Regions from separate parts of the Hordeum vulgare genome. Here region 1 is linked to region 2. Evidence: chromatin contacts called from public Hi-C data. All regions are on one chromosome and are shown on one strand. The core of a region is the stretch at or near the end of the contact, and the rest is flanking DNA. Distances in the headings are between cores, read along the strand shown. Region 1 holds the start of LOC123427683. Region 2 holds the start of LOC123427681.

The links. Hi-C and Micro-C count contacts between places; a contact is called where the count stands out from the background.
Region 1: a Hi-C map of seedling shows a contact between it and region 2, with 2.3 times the contacts expected there. The contact joins the promoter of LOC123427683 here to the promoter of LOC123427681 in region 2. A contact is called at or near these places in 4 of 6 Hi-C or Micro-C datasets (leaf and seedling) and 1 of 1 datasets of contacts at active chromatin or transcription factors (embryo).

The regions. Positions count from the first base shown.
Region 1 is chr2H:605,117,385-605,121,201 of MorexV3_pseudomolecules_assembly, reverse strand. It overlaps LOC123427683, which reads right to left and starts at 1,791. Exons shown (of 5, transcript XM_045111784.1): 1 at 1,509-1,791.
Region 2 is chr2H:604,975,499-604,979,105 of MorexV3_pseudomolecules_assembly, reverse strand. LOC123427681 reads right to left here and starts at 2,292. Exons shown (of 2, transcript XM_045111783.1): 1 at 1,739-2,292. The coding sequence starts at 2,186.

The sequences.
Region 1 (3,817 bases), core at 542-3,041, 140 kb before region 2:
TCCTATTAGGTGCCCCTAATAATAGGCTAGTGTGAGAGTCTGTTGTAACAATGGCTCAAATCTTTTTCTATCACAATCATTGGCAAAACCATTCTAGGACACAAGTTGCTGAAAAAAAAAACACGTTTACTAATGGTAGGAAAGTAAATTAACAACATGTCTCTCAAAAATAATTAACAGACTAGCGACAAGATTTGAGTGCCAAAGCCATCAATAGCATCGGTACCTAAACAAAATATACATGAAGTGAAGGACTCAGCCGTAGTAGATCTATTTCAAGATTCGGATCTAACCCTTTAACAAGTTTCAGATACAACAAGCTAAGTTAACCTGATATGACAAGTCAAGTTGGAATAAGATAATATAGCATTCCCCCCCAAATGAAGCTATGGACAAACTCTGGAAACATTCAGAATTCATGGAGACGTCTCCCCTGAAATAACTAAGTATGCACGCCCAAATGTATGCAGAAAAAAGAAACTGCTAAATCTCGAGACAAATGAAAACATCAGTGGCAAGAAATGCGTGCCCCACCCCCTCACACAGTTGAAACATGACTTCCAGCGTGCAGTGAAGTTGGCAACGACAGTATCAGATCTTAGATATAGCTTGAAGCTTCAGCAAAGGACTCCCAGTGATACTAACCAACATAGTTATTTGCAGCTACTAGAAGGGTAAATAAAATGGTTTTTTGACACCATTCTACTCCTGCGGTGAGTAATCGATTTGCATGACGTCTACTGTAGATCCTAACCAGCCAGGCCTTAAGCATAGGAACAAAGTAACGCTGGGAAATACTAGTAGATCACAGCATGGCAGCAAAGCTCATAGGGGCAATGCCCGTTTCAGATCGACGAACTAGGCACCCGCAAAAGGAGAAAAAGATGAATGAACCAGTGCCAGATCTAGGCATCTTTCTGAAAAAACAAGAAGGCAAAATACCCCTCTTAAAATTGCAGGAATTACAACTAGAAACAGCAGCAGCCAAGAAGTGGTAGGTGAGGAATGATTTATCGGCCACAAGACAGATATATCCCCAGTAATCACCGAATAAAGAAAAATCCGTAAACATACAGGAAGTAGTAGCTAAAAAGCCCAATCCCTGCGCGCATCTCACACACAGGTGGAAGCCCTGGGAAAAGACGAATCTGCGGAAATCCCAGCGGAATCTCGCCCCACCGACAGCAGGAAACAGCGAGGCGCCGCATTAGCAACGCTGGCGGTCCCCGAGAACCGCGGCGAGGGGCACCGCAACCACCGCCTTTGGTGGCAAAAAGGACGTTTTCCCCCGGCCTCCCGCAACCACCCCCCTCCCCCTCCCTCTCTCGTGGCCTGCCTCGGAGGCCCCTCCCCTCTTCCCGGAGCGGGTTCGTCTAAGCAGGCAGGCAGGCAGGCAAGCGAACAAATCTCGGGACTCGCTCGGACCAAGAAGCAGCAGGGGGTAGACGGCAATGGCGCCAAGAACCCGTGGAGGGCGGGCTTGGGGCGCGAGGAACGTCGGTTCGTACCTGAGCGGAAGGGCGAGCATCTCGTCGGGGGAGTGAGCTTGGTTTTGGTTGGGCTGCCGCGCCGACGGAATGGGGTGGGAGGGAGGAAATGGAGCAGATGGGGGACAGAGAGTAGGAAGGGGGAGAGAGAATAAACGGGGAGGCGGAGGGAGGGAGAGAGAAAATAATGCAGCGGGGCGGGGGATGGTGGGAGGGAGCGCGTACGACGCCTTTCAGCTCCCCTCCCTCCCTCTCTCTCTCTCTCCGCGCTGTCTGTCTGTTACCACCGCGACGAAGGACTCCCTCTCTCTCCTCCCCTCCCCTCCCCCGTGATGCAGCTGCCCGCTGCTACTGTTGCTTCGCGTTAAATGACCGTATTACCCCTGGGCTGCTTTTTCTTTCCTTCTCTGACGGAGTGCGTTTTTGTCTTGGCGAATTCGAAAGGGTTGCTGGTAGGAGGAGTACACGGTAGTGGTAGTGGTAGTGGTAGTGGTGGTAATTCGAATTAATTACTTCGGGTAGTGACAGGCGCTGCCATTCGGGCGAGGAGATGATTGCGACGGTGCGCTGCGTTTTCCCTCTAACCTTCCGTTAACAGCGCCCGCGCGATTATAATTCTGCGTCGGTGCGGGGTGCAAATCTTCTTCTTTTCTTTGGGTCCGCTATAACTATCTACTGTTCCGTCCCGTTCGATCTCTGTCCAACGGCGTTGTTTCCCTCGTATCGAGTATGCACTACAGTCTACATCTAGCCAGCCTGCTCCTTTCGGAAATAACCGAATTGGATGCGTGAGCAGAGGAAGATCGCTCGCTCGCTCCATCGGGTGCCGCTGCGTGAGCCTGAGGGCAACAGCCACTGGAGCGTGTGTACCAGCAGTCGTCATTAACGGCCCGGTTAGTGTTAGCTCTCGATAATCGCTTGCAAGCAACCATCATTGGTGGTGTGGTACATGATCGCTCGCGCCAACTAATCACTATCACTCCGCTCCGCTCTCGTTCGTGCGTGCGTGCGTGCGTTTGAGTGGATTGCACTGAACGTCTCCGGCCGGACACGACACGGTGCTGCAAGTAGCCGCACCACAGAGCCTGCAACCCCACGACACGCCGGTAGGTGCACGCACGCACGCGAGGTGCCAACGGACCGGACGATGGACGCAACCAAAACCAAAACCAAAACCATGGAGGGGGGGCGGGCGAGGATTATGTTATGCGCGTGTGGCGCGCGTGATGGTAGATTAGATTACCAACGGTCGGCTCGGCCCGGCCCGGCCCGGCTCTTGGCGACACCCTACACGGCTACACGTGATGCTCGCATACGGAGCTGCACGGGCACCGCCGGAGCCCGACCGACGTTCGTGCAGCACAGCGCGCGGTTGCACGGTGCTACAGTGCGTGCGCCCCCCGTCTGTTTCTTCTACGCTGCCACGACTGTGTGACACGAAGGGTATGTGCTGTACGTATACCACGGACTAGGAATACGAACACTGACATGCCCGTGGTGTAGGGGATGCCCCGATTAAAGGGTACATAATCAAATGTGTGGTTGTATGGTTACAAGGATTGTACTAGTAGTATTTTAACCCACGAAGGTGATGAGACGTCTTCGTTGATGATGAGGTGTCTATGATGCCTTCATAAATTTTTTAAATGATATGTCGGTTCAGTCTCTCACTCATAGGAGTATGGTATGCATGTATGCGTTCATACAAATGAATGTATACGTGTGTGTATGAACCTTGCCGCGGATGCAATGTTGTGTGTAGTGACGTCTCTCTGCTCACTATGTTATTAAGGAGTGGCCATGGGTCAATCGGTGTGAGTCAAATCTTCTATTCTTAAATAGCTACAACCCACTAGTTAAATTTTCTAGACCTGCAACTATGCCACAAGAGCAAGTCATGCATTTAAGTCATAAATTATATTGTTTCTCATTACTCTATCCATGCAAGCAGTACATCATCAATTCATGCATGTTACACACAAGTTATTTTCTTGCATTAGACCATCTATTTCAAATATATGTATTGGTTGCTTGCACCATACCTATGTAGTTTACATTCACATTTTTGTTTGATATGAACATTCTTTTAACATTGATACATTTTTATATTCTTTGTATTCTCTTCATTTTTAAACTTAGATTTACTTCCCATTAGTTATAGATATTTTCTAGGAACTTTTATGCATTCTTTTAGCGAGTTTCCCGCAGCAACGTAACGGGACATCATCTAGTTATTCTAGTTGTTGATTTCATATCGAGTGAACAATGTAGTTCGTACTCCATTAGAGGCTATTTTCACTGCTTGCTCCTTTTTGATGCATTGGACATGA
Region 2 (3,607 bases), core at 1,043-3,542:
TTCTAAGGCCCACTAGGATATCCTTCTCTATGCCTACTGATCTGCTCAAAACCATTATCTAGACAAATGAAAATATAAGCACCTTTATAGCGCTAATATTACTTGGTCAAGTACAACTATGTTTCACCAATTTAAAAATAATTAAATGCTGCATAGAGAAACAACAAGGAACTACCAAAAGTCAAGGTTTCTCCTTAAAAAAACAAGTTTTTGAAACTTTCTCTTCTCACTGAGCGAGAAAGATCAAAGGATGCGTTTGTCAGACCAACAACGTTCAAAACCTACATATACTGAACACAAATAAAGCATAAGAAACAGGGCAAGCGTTTGTCAGTATATCTGGTCATGGAGGCTAGCATAGCGTGTACACAGGACTTTCAGTATTGCTACTGTTATGGTGTTTTGTTGTACGACCGTCATACATATGAAGTGATTTAAGTCATGCGAATCATTCTCATTTTCATACCAGTTATAACCTCACACTTTACTGACTGTTAAACCCCCAACTGAAAAATATGCTATTACTTAAGGGCACCACTCTTGGGCCTAGTTATACTACTAGGATTGCTAGTAACTTGCAAGACATAATAGAAAGACACTAGATCAAAGTAAATGACTCCCTCATGGAAAAAAAAAGTCTTTTTCTTATAACAGTTATTATGTGGAGGATCTCAGCGCATCAACACACACTATAAAGTCATGGTAATCCGACCTATGTACACTGTGTTGAACTTGAATGAATTAATTATCTTCAACAGGAAAATGCAAAAATTACAGTATTTAATTGTGGATTAGGAGGTCTGTTAGGTTGTTAAGATACATCAGGCAAAGGTAAATAACTTGCAGAAATGCAGATGCATAAGCTAATTAACCTAAAACTGCATAAAAAGTACAGCCAGCTACGACAATATCATGCCATGCATAAGCTAACAAAAGGAGTACCTATCTTAAACAAAAGAGTACTAAGGAAAACAATTACTAACACTACAGAACAGTGACGCTGACACGTATTTGGATGTGCACTCCAGAAAAAAAATCACAATCACTAACTGCACTATCCATTTTGAAAGTGTATCCAATCATACTATAACCATGCAGTTGAATTTGGTCGATGAAAAAACAGAATAACATAATAGTACAGGCAAAAGCATGAAATGGAACAGAGGAAAATGATTTATCAGTTGTTTTCTGTATCCCACGAACTATGTCATCTACTATGGAAAAATCCTCATGATTTCCTATACCTATTAAAATTACATGTTTCATCAGGTAGTATACCTCCCATACTAATTTTCACATGGTGGAAGTATTAGAGCAGAAAAAAATATCTATTTAGCGTGAACTAAATCATGTAAACACATATCAAATGTTCGCAGCGAGCAATTTATCAGGCACCGCATAATATAACCCAAAGCTAATGACATGCACAGTCTATCCTGGTTGATTAGGACTGGTTTCACTTGGAGAAGAAACAGAATTCCAAGAACATGTTTTAGAGCGCAAAATGGTCCATGATTTATAACTGCAGAAGGTCGAGTATCCAGCTAGAGGATAGAGAATGGTAAGATATCATTGTACGAGTTTGAATTTTTGGGCTTTATCATTCATTTCGGATACCAGGGGTAGATGCGCCCTTCCGTGCTTCGCCCACAGATTAAACGTGTCAGCTCAGCTCCAAGACTATGTACCCATAACACATCATCATTTCGCCATCCAAACAAGGGTCATTCGACCTCACCTTGCACGAAATAGGCCTCCGACGGCCAACCCCGCTGCGTGGTGAAGCACATGGCCTCCTCCTTGGTCATCGCGGCCTTGACCATGGTGGCCCTGGCCATCTCCGCCGCGTCGACGGCGGCCCTCGCGTTGTAGACGACCGTGCCCACGAGATCGGACACCCCGAGCGGCCGCCGCATCGGCGGCACCCAGTACGACCCCCCGGGCACGAAGGGGAGCCACTCCGGAGCGGCGCGCCGAACGATGACGCCGCGGATGGCGTCGTTCAGCCGCCCCATCCCCATCGGCTCCTCCGCGGAGTCGCCGGAGGAGGTTGAGGAGGCGGATTCCTCGGAGAGGTCGATCTCGATCAGCTCCACCTTGTCCGAGAGGGCGCGGTGGGGCTGCAGGGAGGACCCCGGAGCGGCCGGGCGGCCTAGGGTTAGGGTTCGCGCGAGGAGGCGAGCCATGGTAGGGAGTGGTAGATGGCTGGGGATCGCGCGGATAATGGGAAGATTTGACACGCGACTCGTCCCAGACGGGCAGACGGAGACGAAGACGACGGAGGTGTGCGTGGGGCCCACCGCCCACGTGTCATCGGCGGTGAGGGAAATCGGTGACTGGTGCGCGGGGTCCATCCTGTGGTCAAGGCGGATGCAATTTCTTAAGTCCAATTTGTGAAAGATGCATTTTCTCTCTTTAACAGCGGACGATCCAAACGGACGTTAATTTTATTCGATCTTTATTCATTTGGATCGGTTCGACGGACACCGGCGTCCGTTTTGGTGTTTGGCTCATCGTATGGGTCCAACGCTGGCTTGACCCATTTTTTACAGATGCATAAAAAAAGCATTTTTGAAAAAAATAAACAAGCATTAATTAAACATTAAAAGCCGGTCACGAAGGCCGGCGAGAGTCAATGCGTTCCCATTACATTATAATCAAAAAAAAACTAGGCGTCCTCGACGGCGGCGGTGAGGTCGGGCTACGCCGGTGCGGGGGCAGGTTGTGCCGGCACGAGCAGTGTTGGTGGCGACAATGGCGCAGCACGGACGCGCTCCTCCGCCAGGCGCAACGCCCTCTTATGCTGGAGGTAGGCGACCTCCTTCGAGAGAAGCTTGCAGGCATAGACGACGGGGTGTTGCCATTGTTTTGGGTGGAGCCGGTCATGGGTGCTGGTGGCGCAACACGGGCGCGCGCCTCCGCCAGGGCCCTTTTATGCTGGAGGTAGGCGACCTCCTCCGGGCGCAGCGTGTGGGCATAGACGACGAGGGTGTTGCCGTTATTTTGGGCGGAGCTGACCATGACTGCTGGCTAGGGTCGCCGACGAGGGAACAGAGGGGTGGCGAGATGAGGACGGGGATCTGGAAGCAGATGAGGCCGAACCCCCCTCCACAAGCTCAGATTAAAAAGGTCGACCGCAGCCGCTGACACGTGGGCCCGAGGAGGGCGGCCGTTATGAATTATGTTGACCGCGGGTGGTTGAGACGGACACCGAAAGGGCGCGCGCGCGTCCGTACCGACGCATTTCAGTCCCAAATTTGGACCGAAAATGGGTCGGCGCGGATAAGAAACAGACGCGTTTTGAAAATGGATCGACGCGTTGGGCCATCAATTTTGTCCACACGACCCCAAACGAACGATGACAGACGAAATGGGTCGCCCCGTCGGAGTTGTTTTAAGTAAAACTTCACTTTTTTATCTAAAAAATGTAAAGCTTCACTTTTTCTCTACTGTCACATGATAAAGTTCTTTTGGACGCCGATATCTGCCACATGATATGGCACGAGGTCATGCCGATAGAACACCTTCATGGCCACAAATTCTGTCATGTCACCGTATACATGCATAAATGACGAAATTGATGATGTGAGCAGATTTTTTTAAAAAT